Regions from separate parts of the Pan troglodytes genome. Here region 2 is linked to region 1. A link is a contact called in public Hi-C data. All regions are on one chromosome and are shown on one strand. The core of a region is the stretch at or near the end of the contact, and the rest is flanking DNA. Distances in the headings are between cores, read along the strand shown. Region 1 has its middle 48 kb from the start of CABIN1. Region 2 overlaps CABIN1 (calcineurin binding protein 1).

Evidence for each region. Hi-C and Micro-C count contacts between places; a contact is called where the count stands out from the background.
Region 2: a Hi-C map of stem cell-derived neural progenitor cells shows a contact between it and region 1, with 2.2 times the contacts expected there. The contact joins two enhancer-like sites. A contact is called at or near these places in 2 of 7 Hi-C or Micro-C datasets (induced pluripotent stem cells and stem cell-derived neural progenitor cells).

What each region holds. Positions count from the first base shown.
Region 1 is chr23:25,929,987-25,935,531 of NHGRI_mPanTro3-v2.0_pri, reverse strand. No RefSeq gene overlaps it. Among named protein-coding and RNA genes, the nearest start is that of CABIN1, 48 kb to the left of the region's middle. Within about 2 kb of position 2,366, at least 8 of the 24 cell types and tissues checked have an H3K27ac peak or open chromatin away from gene starts, as enhancers often do. A contact at or near this core is called in stem cell-derived neural progenitor cells, where this site is marked.
Region 2 is chr23:26,135,328-26,140,872 of NHGRI_mPanTro3-v2.0_pri, reverse strand. It overlaps CABIN1 (calcineurin binding protein 1), which reads right to left. Exons shown (of 36, transcript XM_063808363.1): 31 at 5,450-5,545; 32 at 4,242-4,316; 33 at 778-1,060. Among named protein-coding and RNA genes, the nearest start is that of SUSD2, 11 kb to the left of the region's middle. Within about 2 kb of position 2,387, at least 3 of the 24 cell types and tissues checked have an H3K27ac peak or open chromatin away from gene starts, as enhancers often do. A contact at or near this core is called in stem cell-derived neural progenitor cells, where this site is marked.

The DNA of each region.
Region 1 (5,545 bases), core at 1,117-3,616:
ATATTGAAGGAAGTATCTTCTTGAAAATATTATAAATTTGTGTCAATGTTGCTACTGCTCAAAACCCATTTCAGAATTGGTAATCTACTTACATTCAAAATGAGTGGGGTGGCCGGGCGCGGTGGCTCACCCCTGTAGTCCCAATACTTTAGGAGGCTGAGGTGGGCAGGTCACTTGAGCCAGGAGTCTGAGACCAGCCTGGCCAACATGGCAAAACCCCGTCTCTACTAAAAATACAAAAATTAGTAGGGCATGGTGGTGCATGCCTGTAATCCCAACTTCTCGGGAGGCTGAGGTACGAACTTGGGAGGCAGAGGTAGCAGTGAGCCAAGATCACACCACTACACTCCAGCCTGGGCAACAGAGCAAGACTCTGTCTCAAAACAAACTAACAAAAAAAACCAAACCAAACAAAAAAATACAACATAAAGGAGTCACCCAGAAGGAGGGTGCTGCGAAGACACATAGGGGAATGCCAGAACAGAGGCAAAGATTGGAGTGATGGGTGTTAGATTAATCATGGTCTTTATGTCCTGTACTTTATCATGCTTTGACATTTTTTAAGTTTATTTTACATTTTTGTAGAGACAGGGTCTCACTCTGCCAGGCTGGAGTGCAGTGGCACAATCTCGGCTCACTGCAACCTCTGCCTCCTGGGCTCCAGTGATCCTCCCACTTCAGCCTCCTGAGCAGATGGGACTAACAGACACGTGCCAATGCCTAACTAATTTTTTTTGAATTTTTGGTAAAGACGGGGTTTCATCATGTTGCCCAGGCTGGTCTCAAACTCCTGGGCTCAAGCAATCTGCCTGCCTTGACCTCCCAAAGTATTGGGATTACAGGTATGAGCCACCATGCCCGGCCCAGTTTTTACAGATATTTTAAAAATTATATCTTACAGTGGACCTATAAGTGTCAGAACTCTCATCTCCTTTGACAGCAAGGATACCAGGATTCAAAGTAGTTAATGGCATACTTGAGGTCAGGAGCTAATGAATGACAGAGTCAGGATTTAAATTCAGGGTCTTGGCTGGGCACGGTGGCTCACGCCTGTAACCCCAATAAGGTAGGAGACCACCCCTCATATTGTCTTATGCCCAATTTCTGCTTCCAAAGAAAGAGGTAAAAACTAAAAGGCAGAAATGAAATCCACAGGCAGACAGCCCGGCGCTGCACCTTGGGCTTGGTTAAAGATCCACCCCTGACCTAACCAGTTATGTTATCTATAGACTCCAGACATTGTATGGAAAAGCACTGTGAAAATCCCTGTCCTGTTCTGTTCCATTCTAATTACTGGTGCATGCAGCCCCCAGTCGTGTACCCCCTGCTTGCTCAATTGATCACGACCCTCTCACACAGACCCCTTAGAATTGTAAGCCCTTAAAAGGGACAAGAATTTCTCACTCAGGGAGCTCGGTTATTGGAGACGTGAGTCTTGCTGAAGTTCCCGGCCGAATAAAGCCCTTCCTTCTTTAACTTGGTGTCTAAGAGGTTTTGTCTGCAGCTTGTCCTGGTACACCAACACTTTGGGAGGTCGAGATGGGCAGATAACTTGAGGTCAGAAGTTCAATACCAGCCTGGCCAACATGGCAAAACCGCAACTCTACTAAAAATACAAAAATTGGAGAGGGATTTCGGGATCATGGCAGACGGGAGGCATAGCCAGATTGCAGCTCCGGACAGAGCAGCATGTGGAGGCTTGCATTGTGAATTTTAGCTGCAGATCCACTGAAAGAACAAACCAGCAATCCTGAGAGGATCCACAGACCCTCTGAAGGAAGCAGACTTGCTCCTGCAGGGCCCAGGAGACACCCCAAATACTGTGAGTGCCCCAACTGTGGAAGTGGGAAAGGGAGACCCTCCTCTCCTGAGCACACACCCCCACTGGAGAAGCTGAAGGCCTGTTTGTGGGAGAAGTTTCCGACTTTTCCTGGAGCTGAGTCAAGTTACAAAACTGAGCCGAGCAAAATACAGGGTCAGAGGAAGCAGCAGAAAGGCCCTGGGAGCTCACTGGATCCCCAAGCAGCCCATTCCTGCCTGGCACCACAGGGATCCATCAGGACGGTGGCCAGAAAGCAAGGGGTAAAACTCCACAGCTCCACAGGGAGAAGGAATTCTCTAGCTGAACTTTGTAACAATTTGAATGGGGTGAGAAGCCTCCGGGCCAGAACCCAGGGGAGGGTGTGAATCTGGCTTGCAGATTTCACAGGGGGAGGAAGAACTAAAGCCCTTTTCTTTGGCAGCTGGGAGGTGGAAAGCCTCAGGCAAGTTTTCAATTCGTCTGGCCCTCCATCTGGAAACACACTGTTTGCTGTTTCCAGATGGAGGGCTGTTTGCAGGACATGGTGGGAGTGAGACCGCCCCTTCAGTTTGCATGGGAGCTGGATGAGGCCTGTGACTTCCGGCTTTCCCCCACTTCCCTGACAACCTGCATGACTCAGCAGAGGCAGCCATAGTTCTCCTAGGCACACAACTCCAATGACCTGGGCATCTCACCCCCATCCTCCACAGCAGCTACAGCAACACCTGCCCAAGGAGAGTCTGATCTCAGACATGCCTAGCCCCGTCCTCACCTGAGGGTCCTTTCCTACCCACCCTAGTAGTGGTAGACAAAGGACGCATAATCTTGGGAGTCCTAGGGCCCCACCCACCACTGGCCCCTCTCCACACTACTACAGTTGATGCTTTCTGGAGAGAGCCACCTCCTGGCAGGAGGCCAACCAGCACAAAAATAGAGCATTAAACCACCAAAGTTCACGGAGTGCACTGCACCGTCCGCCGCCTCCACCAGAATAGGTTCTGGTATCCATGGCTGAGAGACCCATAGACGGTTCACATCACAGGACTCTGTGCAGACAACCCCCAGTACCAGCCCGGAGCTGACTAGACTCACTGGGCAGCTAGACCCAGAAGAGAAACAACAATCACTGCAGTTTGGCTCACAGGAAGCCACATCCACAGGAAAAGGGGGAGAGACTACATCAAGGGAACAGCCCTGGGACAAAAAAAATCTTAACAACAACCTTCAGCCCTATACCTTCCCTCTGACAGAGCCTACCCCAATGAGAAGGAACCAGAAAACCAAATGTGGTAACATGACAAAACAAGGGTCGTCAACACCCCCAAATATCACACTAGTTCACCAGCAACGGATCCAAACCAAGAAGAAATCCCTGATTTACCTGAAAAAGAATTCAGAGGCCGGGCGCGGTGGCTCACGCCTGTAATCCCAGCACTTTGGGAGGCCGAGGTGGGCGGATCACGAGGTCAGGAGATCGAGACCATCCTATCTAACATGGTGAAACCCCGTCTCTACTAAAAATACGAAAACAAAATTAGCTGGGCATGGTGGCTGGCGCCTGTAGTCCCAGCTACTCAGGAGGCTGAGGCAGGAGAATGGAGTGAACCTGGGAGGTGGAGCTTGCAATGAGCAGAGATCCCGCCACTGCACTCCAGCCTGGGCAACAGAGCGAGACTCCATATATATATGGAATATATAGGGAATATATATATAGGGTATATATATATATGTGGAATATATAGGGAATATATATATAGGGAATATATATATAGGGAATATATACAGAATATATATAGGGAATATATATATGGAATATACATAGGGAATATGTATAGGGAATATATATAGGGAATATATATATAGGGAATATATATATAGGGAATATATATATAGGGAATATATATAGGGAATACACACATGGACTATATATATATGGAATACACACATGGAATATATATATGGAATACACATGGAATATACACACATGGAATATACATATATGGAATATACACACATGGAATATATACATCTGGAATATATATGTGGAATATATACATCTGGAATATATATATCTGGGATATACATATGGAGTATATATCTGGAATATACATATATGGAATATATATGTGGAATACATACATATATGGAATATATATGTGGAATACATACATATATGGAATACATATATATGGAATACATATATATTCCATATATGGAATATAAATATGGAATATATCTATGAATATATATGGAATCTATATGGAATATATATGGAATAAATGTATGGAATCTATATATATGGAATATATGTGGAACATATGGAATATATGTGGAATATATGGAATGTATATGGAATATATGTGGAATATATGGAATGTATATGGAATATATATGGAATATATGGACTGTATATGGAACATATGGAATATATATTGAATATATGGAATACATATGGAGTACATATGGAATATATACATACGGAATACATATATGGAATATAGACATATGGAATATATACATGGAGTATATACATACAGAATATATACATATGGAATATATACATGGAATATATACATATGGAATATATACATGGAATACATACATGGAATACATATATGGAATACATACGTATGGAATACATATATGGAATACATACATGGAATACATACATGGAATACATATATGGAATACATACGTATGGAATACATATATGGAATACATACGTATGGAATATATATGGAGTACACATCTATGAAATATATATATGGAGTACATATATATGGAATATATAAATGGAATACATATATATGGAATATATAAATGGAATACATATATATGGAATATATATATATGGAATGAGTATATATGGAATATATATATGGAATGAGTATATATGGAATATATATATGTGGAATACTACTCAGTCATGAAAAGGAATTAATTAACAGCATTTGCAGTGACCTGGATGAGTTTGGAGACTATTATTCTAAGTGAAGTAACTGAGGAATGGAAAACCAAACATCTTATGTTTTCACTGATATGTGGGAGCTAAGCTATGAGGACGCAAAGGCATAAGAATGGACTTTGGGGACTTGAGGGGAAGAGTGGGAGGAGGGTGAGGGATAAAAGACTACAAATATGGTGCAGTGTATACTGCTGGGGTGACAGGTGCACCAAAACCTCACAAATTGCTACAAAAGAACTTACTCATGTAACCAAATACCACCTATACCCCAATAACTTATGGAAAAATAAAATAAAATAATACATAAATAAATAAAAATACAAAAATTAGCAGGTCATGGTGGTGCGCACCTGTAGTCCCAGCTACTTGAGAGGTTGAGCTGGGAGAATCACTTGAACCTGGGAGACAGAGGTTGCAGTGAGCAGAGATTGCGCCACTGCACTCCAGCCTGGGTGACAGAGGGAGACTTTGTCTCAAAAATAAATAAATAAATAAATAATAAGGCTGGGCATGGTGGCTCATGCCTGTAATCCCAGCACTTTGGAAGGCCGAGGCTGGTGGATCTCCTGATGTCAGGAGTTTGAGACCAGCCTGATCACCTGAGGTCAGGAATTTGAGGCCAGCCTGACCAACATGGTGAAACCCCATCTCTACTAACAATACAAAAATTAGCTGGGCATAGTGGTATACGCCTGTAGTCCCAGCTACTCGGGAGGCTGAGGCAGGAGAATCGCTCGAACCACCCTGGAGGTGGAGGTTGCAGTGAGCTGAGATCGTGC
Region 2 (5,545 bases), core at 1,138-3,637, 210 kb before region 1:
TCTACTCCCCTCTCACTCACTGGCTATAGCAGTGCTGCCTCTACATCCCCTCCCCAAAGGAAGGATCTGTGGCTTAGCTGTCTGCAGACTGCCATTCCAATGGATCCTGGGTTTTAGAAGGAACAGGAGCTTTCACCGATGAGGCCAGCAGGGCCCTCTACTGCCCGCACCTTTGTCCTCTCTGTTTTCCTTCACAAGCCCCCTGACCTGCCCCTGCCCTCATCCTGGCTGGCTTCTGTCTTGCCCATGAGGCAAGATGGGGTTTGAGCAGATCTGCTGGCCCCACACCCAGTAGGGCCTGGTACCCAGGAACTGCTCACAGGTAACTGAGGCCGGATACCAGTGGCCTTGCAGCATGCTGAAGGTCAGGACCCCTCCCAGTGCCCTGAGGGAGGCCTGGTGTGGGCTAGTATCCTTTTCCTACCTGACCAAGCCATCCTTCCTACTTACTATAAGGCTTTGTGGGGAGGAAACAGTAGCAAACACGTCCGTGATGGTGTTTGCTCCCTCCCTCCTCACCACCTCCTTTCACAGACAGGGAGACTGAGGCACCCAGGGTTAGGTTAAGAGTGGTAGATGTAGGATGTGCTGACCAGGGCCACCGAGGCTGCCAGTGACTGCTGAGTGGACCCGCGGTCACCTGCCCCGCCACCCTGTGGGATCGACTGGGCGGGAGGGCACTGCTTGCCTCCCTTACCCATACTCACACTCTCCCCGCAGGGAGGACTTGATGGTGGCAGGGGCCTGGGCCCAGCTCTGGACTGGGATGGGACTCACCTGGGCCCAGAGAGGCCATGCTGGGGGTAGCTTCAGGCCTGTGTGGCCGGGGAGGCCCAGGGTCCTTGGACTGGTCCAGGGTGGAAGCTGATGCTGACGGAGGGCAGGTGATACTAGTTGTGGCGGCAGCTAGTGCAGGGCGAGGCTTGGTGTGAGCATCACTGGGCCGCTGGACAGAGTCAGCTGGCACAGGGTCAGGGGCTGTGGGCACCACTGTCACAGGAAAGAAGTTCTCTCGGCTGTCTTTGGGGTGCTTTGGAGTGGTGGGGGTGTCCCCCGAGGCCTGTGAGACAAACAAGAGGTGAGAAAGGCTGGCTAGGCAGCCCTGAGCCCACGCTGCTCTGCCCGCCAGCCGACCAGTGCTGTCCCACAGGACATCCTGTGCGCCTGGGGCTGCCAACACTGCCCATATGGCACCACTGAGCCCCCACAATGCTGCCAACAAGGTCCATCAGAGAGGCACCCCATCAGGATCCTGCTGATGCTAGGACACAGCTGGAGACCCAGAACCCCTCCCTGGGAGAATGTCCAGGCCGTACTGGTGGGGACTCAGTGGAAGGACCTCCAGCTGGCCTTGCCCTCACACCACAGGGCGCCAGTCTGGGAGGAGTATGTCCTGCAGGACCCTAGGCATGGGTGCAGCTCCCAACCCAGGGAATGCAGGAACAGGTGGTCAGTCTTGGAGGGTGACTTCCCAATGGCCACTCATGGGAGAGTCCTGAGGGAGCTAGTGGGATGCTGCAAGAGTTTGCTTCCTGGGCTTGATACCACAACCCACTGTGACCTACTGCCACGGCACCCAGTGCTGCCCCCAGCTTGGCCTCTCCCTGCAGCCTGGCCTTGGCAACTGCTCCCACCATGGGCCTGCGATTTCCAGGTGAGCCGGGCCCTAGGGGCCTCCGAGTCTTCATCCACACAATTCCCTCTGCCACGAGGCCCTTTTGGGGCTCTTTTCACAGGGCTACTTTTGCTCCCACCCCCAGCCAGCCCTCCTGGGACAGGTGTGAAGGCTCCAGTGCCCTGACAGTATGTCTTGAGGTGATGTGAGGCAGCCCTGAGGCAGCCTCTCACAGCTGAGCAGAGGAGTGGGTCCACCCTTCAACCCTCCCCAGCACCAGGCTGACTGTACTGTGGGAGCTGGCCCACATGGGGCTGACAGCACCCCCACCCCCTCGAGTGTGGGAGAGTCACACGCCTGCAGGTAGGTACCTCAGTGCATGGGGGCGGGGGGGCAGTTTGCTACCACCGATGACCCTGTCTCTTCTGACATTGGTTTTGCTAAAATGCCCTGTTCCTCAATTCCACATGGTTCAGGACGGGCCCCTGTGGACTCTGCCACATACTGGGTGTCTGGGATGTGCCCCAGGCCGGTGCTCTGGGGCCCAGCCTTGTCCTGTGGGCAGCCCATCCTGTGGGAGTGCGGGGCAGGAGGACAGACCTGTCTCTCGGGCCCTGCGGGCCTGCGGCAATACCAGTGGTGGTGTAGCAGCCTAGCTGGCAGCGTGAGCAGACACGCTGGAGGAAGGTGAGTGCAGTGTCCCTGTGCTCGCTCAGGAGCGGGCCTCAGCCGTGGGCACTGAGCCTCTAATTATGTCCAGAGCACCCTCCAGGCGGGTTCAGGGCTGCCATGGCAACAAGGACATGCCGTGAGCAAAATGGACACTCCCTGAGGGGCGGGAGCTATGGGCTCTGATGGCAGGAAATGGCCTCCAAGATTGGGCTTAAGGGAGGAGAGAACCAGAGGATGGCAGCCAGCCCCTACAGTGGCATCTTCTCTGGGCCCAGGGTAAGAATCCTAGGTAGGAAACGCAAATCTGCCCACGGCAGATACCAAAGCGCCCCCACCGCACCAGGGTCTGGGAAGCAGGCAGGTAGGTCTGAGGGTCATTAGGGCCTCCTCCCTGCCACTCCCCTCCACACACTGGGAGGGGACTGCTGGGGCCTGGCCTGGCGTCGCCCAGCAGCAGGCAACCTGAAAGGTAAGGACCTGGGTCCCCTGGCTCTGGCCACCCCCATAACCCAGGCTGTGTCTTCCTAGGTCTCTGACGGAAATCTCTGCTCACCCAGCCCTCAGGGGCCCCAATATGCATGTGCCTCGGCAAAATGGGGTCTGGCCCAGCCCTGGCTCCTGCCAACTCAGTACCCCTTTCTTCTCACGCTACAGTGTGGGGTTGTGGGGGGGTTTCCTGTGTGGGTCTATCTTTTAAGGACGTCAAAAGCAGAAACAGCCCTCCTGTCTCCTGAGTGGTCACCACTCCCATGTCCACCTGCTCCACCTGGGCCAGTGGAGGAGGCAGGGGCACCCTGGTGGACCTGGGCCTGGGCCTGCGCCCAGCACTGGGGCCCAGACAGCTGTGCTATGCACTCTGCCTAGCTGGACAATGAAATGGTGGGGACTGCTGGGGGTTGGGGCACTCCCTGTCAAGGACTCTGGCCCTTAGCTGGGGACCAGGCCCACCTACTCCCCACAGCATGCCTCGTCTGGCCCACAGCCTGCTTGGTCAAAGCTGAACCTCGCGGGCTTCCGCAGACGTAATAGCCCAGGCAGGTGGTGGGGGCCTGAGGCTCCATTCCACTGAGAAGGAAGCCCGTCTGGACCCCAAAGGCAGCTACCAGCCCTCTGCTAGGGGACCTGGAACAAAGGGACCTGGGACGAGGCTACCGGGGGCATCGGGACACCCCTGGGGACAAAAGACTGCACCTACTCAAATGGCATGCCACCTACCCTCTGGCTTGGAGGCTTATGTTTTAGACAGGGCACACCTGCTCTCCCTGCCTGCCATGTCTGCCCCTCCCTGCCACATCCTCTTGTTGAATTCTGATCCCAGCCCTCCCACCTCTAGCTTGGGGTCCTCCCAGGAGGGGCCTCCCCAACTCCCTACTCCCTGCCATATCTTGGACCCCGCCCTCCCTCCCCAGCCCTGGCCTGGACCTTGCACCAACCCCATCTTCCCTACTCAGGAGTGTTGCTGCCTTGCTTCCTCCCTGCTTAATAAACTCCAGGACTCCTGCCTACCCTGTCTTAGGACACCTTGCTCCCTACAAGTCCTCCCCTGGGGCGGTGGGGTGGGGGGCAGTCCCTGTATAGGCTGCATCTCCACCTTCCCCTGCCACCTGGCTCCTAACCAGACTGGCTCTAACATTGCTGCTTCTACTTCTGTTCCAAACGGAATGACCTTCCCAGTTGAGGTCAGCTGGCTAGGGGCCATCCTCCTTGTTACAGAAAAGGTGGCTGAGGTGAGGGGACCCCTCAGCATGTCTGAACTGGGGTCTGGGCCCTGTCAAGTTCCTGCCCACTATGGCCACGGGCTGGAGGCTCAGCTGCCCCCTGCTCATCTCCCCTCAGCCCAAGCTGACCACAAGAACAGTCCCAAGAGTGGATCTGCTTCTCAGCCTGCATCCTAGGGCCTTGATATGGAGCAGGCTCCGCAAGATGAGGCTGGCACAGGCTAAATTGGGCTTACCTGTCTCTGGGCGGCAGCCCCAAGATGGACCTGGCAGAACTTCACAGCCTGCTCCAGCGCAGCCTCCTCATCCACCTTAACAGGGAGATGCTGGAGGTCAGGGGGCGCAGGCCATTGTGGTTAGCCTCCCCCAGCCCTGTCTGTGTATGTAGCACAGACCAGCCTAGGTAGGGGGCATGCCCTGTGGCTCGGGTGCCCCCCACCACCCCAGACTCTGCTGAATAGCCAGCCGTCCCCACTGCTGTCCGCATCTAGACCCCTACCTCCCAGCTCTTCGTGGGTAGCAGGGGCAGATGCCCATCCATCTCCCAGGTGGGGGTGCCTGCTCAGGTGCCACACCACCAGGTACTGGTGCCAGAACTGGACCCAGCTGTTCCTCTGAGCCCATCTGGCTATACCAAGTTCATTTCTATGGCTGAGTTACTTACATCCTCACAAGCTGAGGCTGGCAGGCAGACTCAAGGGCTCCAACCAAGCCTTCAAATTCAGCTGAGGCTCAGTTGCTAGGGGAAGAGGGGAGTCTTCTGAGCTAGAACCTGCCCCTTAAGTGGGCAGGATGGAGGGGCATGATTACAGTGGGAGAGGCCTTTCGGAATCCCAGGCCTGATGGTGATAGCCCCATGCTGTGTCAAGTGTGTCTAGGGATTCAGTGCCCAAGGTCCATATGATATGGGGCAGTTGGGGGTAGGATGCACTGCAAACTGACATGATTAGAGAGAATACTGTATGTCAGGGATGGTCATCCCATCTGAACCAGTCACTAAAGTTTTGGAGATTCTTCCTATGAGAATAATTTTAAATGGAGAAAAAGGAAAGTGCTTGATACATTAAAATAAAATGTTTAAAAAAAGAAGGCAAAATGACAAGGGGATCTCTGGTCACTGCAGCCATCTTTAGATGACAGCCACAGAAGTCTTGAAGGAAATGCCCTAAGATGTACCCAGAGGCCCAGCGCAGCGGTGGGAGCAGCGGTCCAGACTCCCCGCGCTGGTTGTGATAAGGTTTCTGTGACGGGCTCTCACTTCCTTCCAGGTTGAATGTTGACTTTTTAAAGCTCATTGCAGAAAGTGAACAGCAGGGATGGTGTGGGAACAACACCTAAAACCCTCCCCAAGGGCAGGCCCGGGAGACCCTCCTTGAGGATAGAAAGGCAAGAGTGGGGATGCTGCCAGCAGACTAGTGCCCCCAGGCCTCTGCCTGCCACCCACCTGCTTGATGAGCATGTAGGTCTCCGACATGATCCTCTCCACACGGCCCAGGTCATAGGCCACACCCTTCTGGCCCTGCTGCCACACACGGTAGGC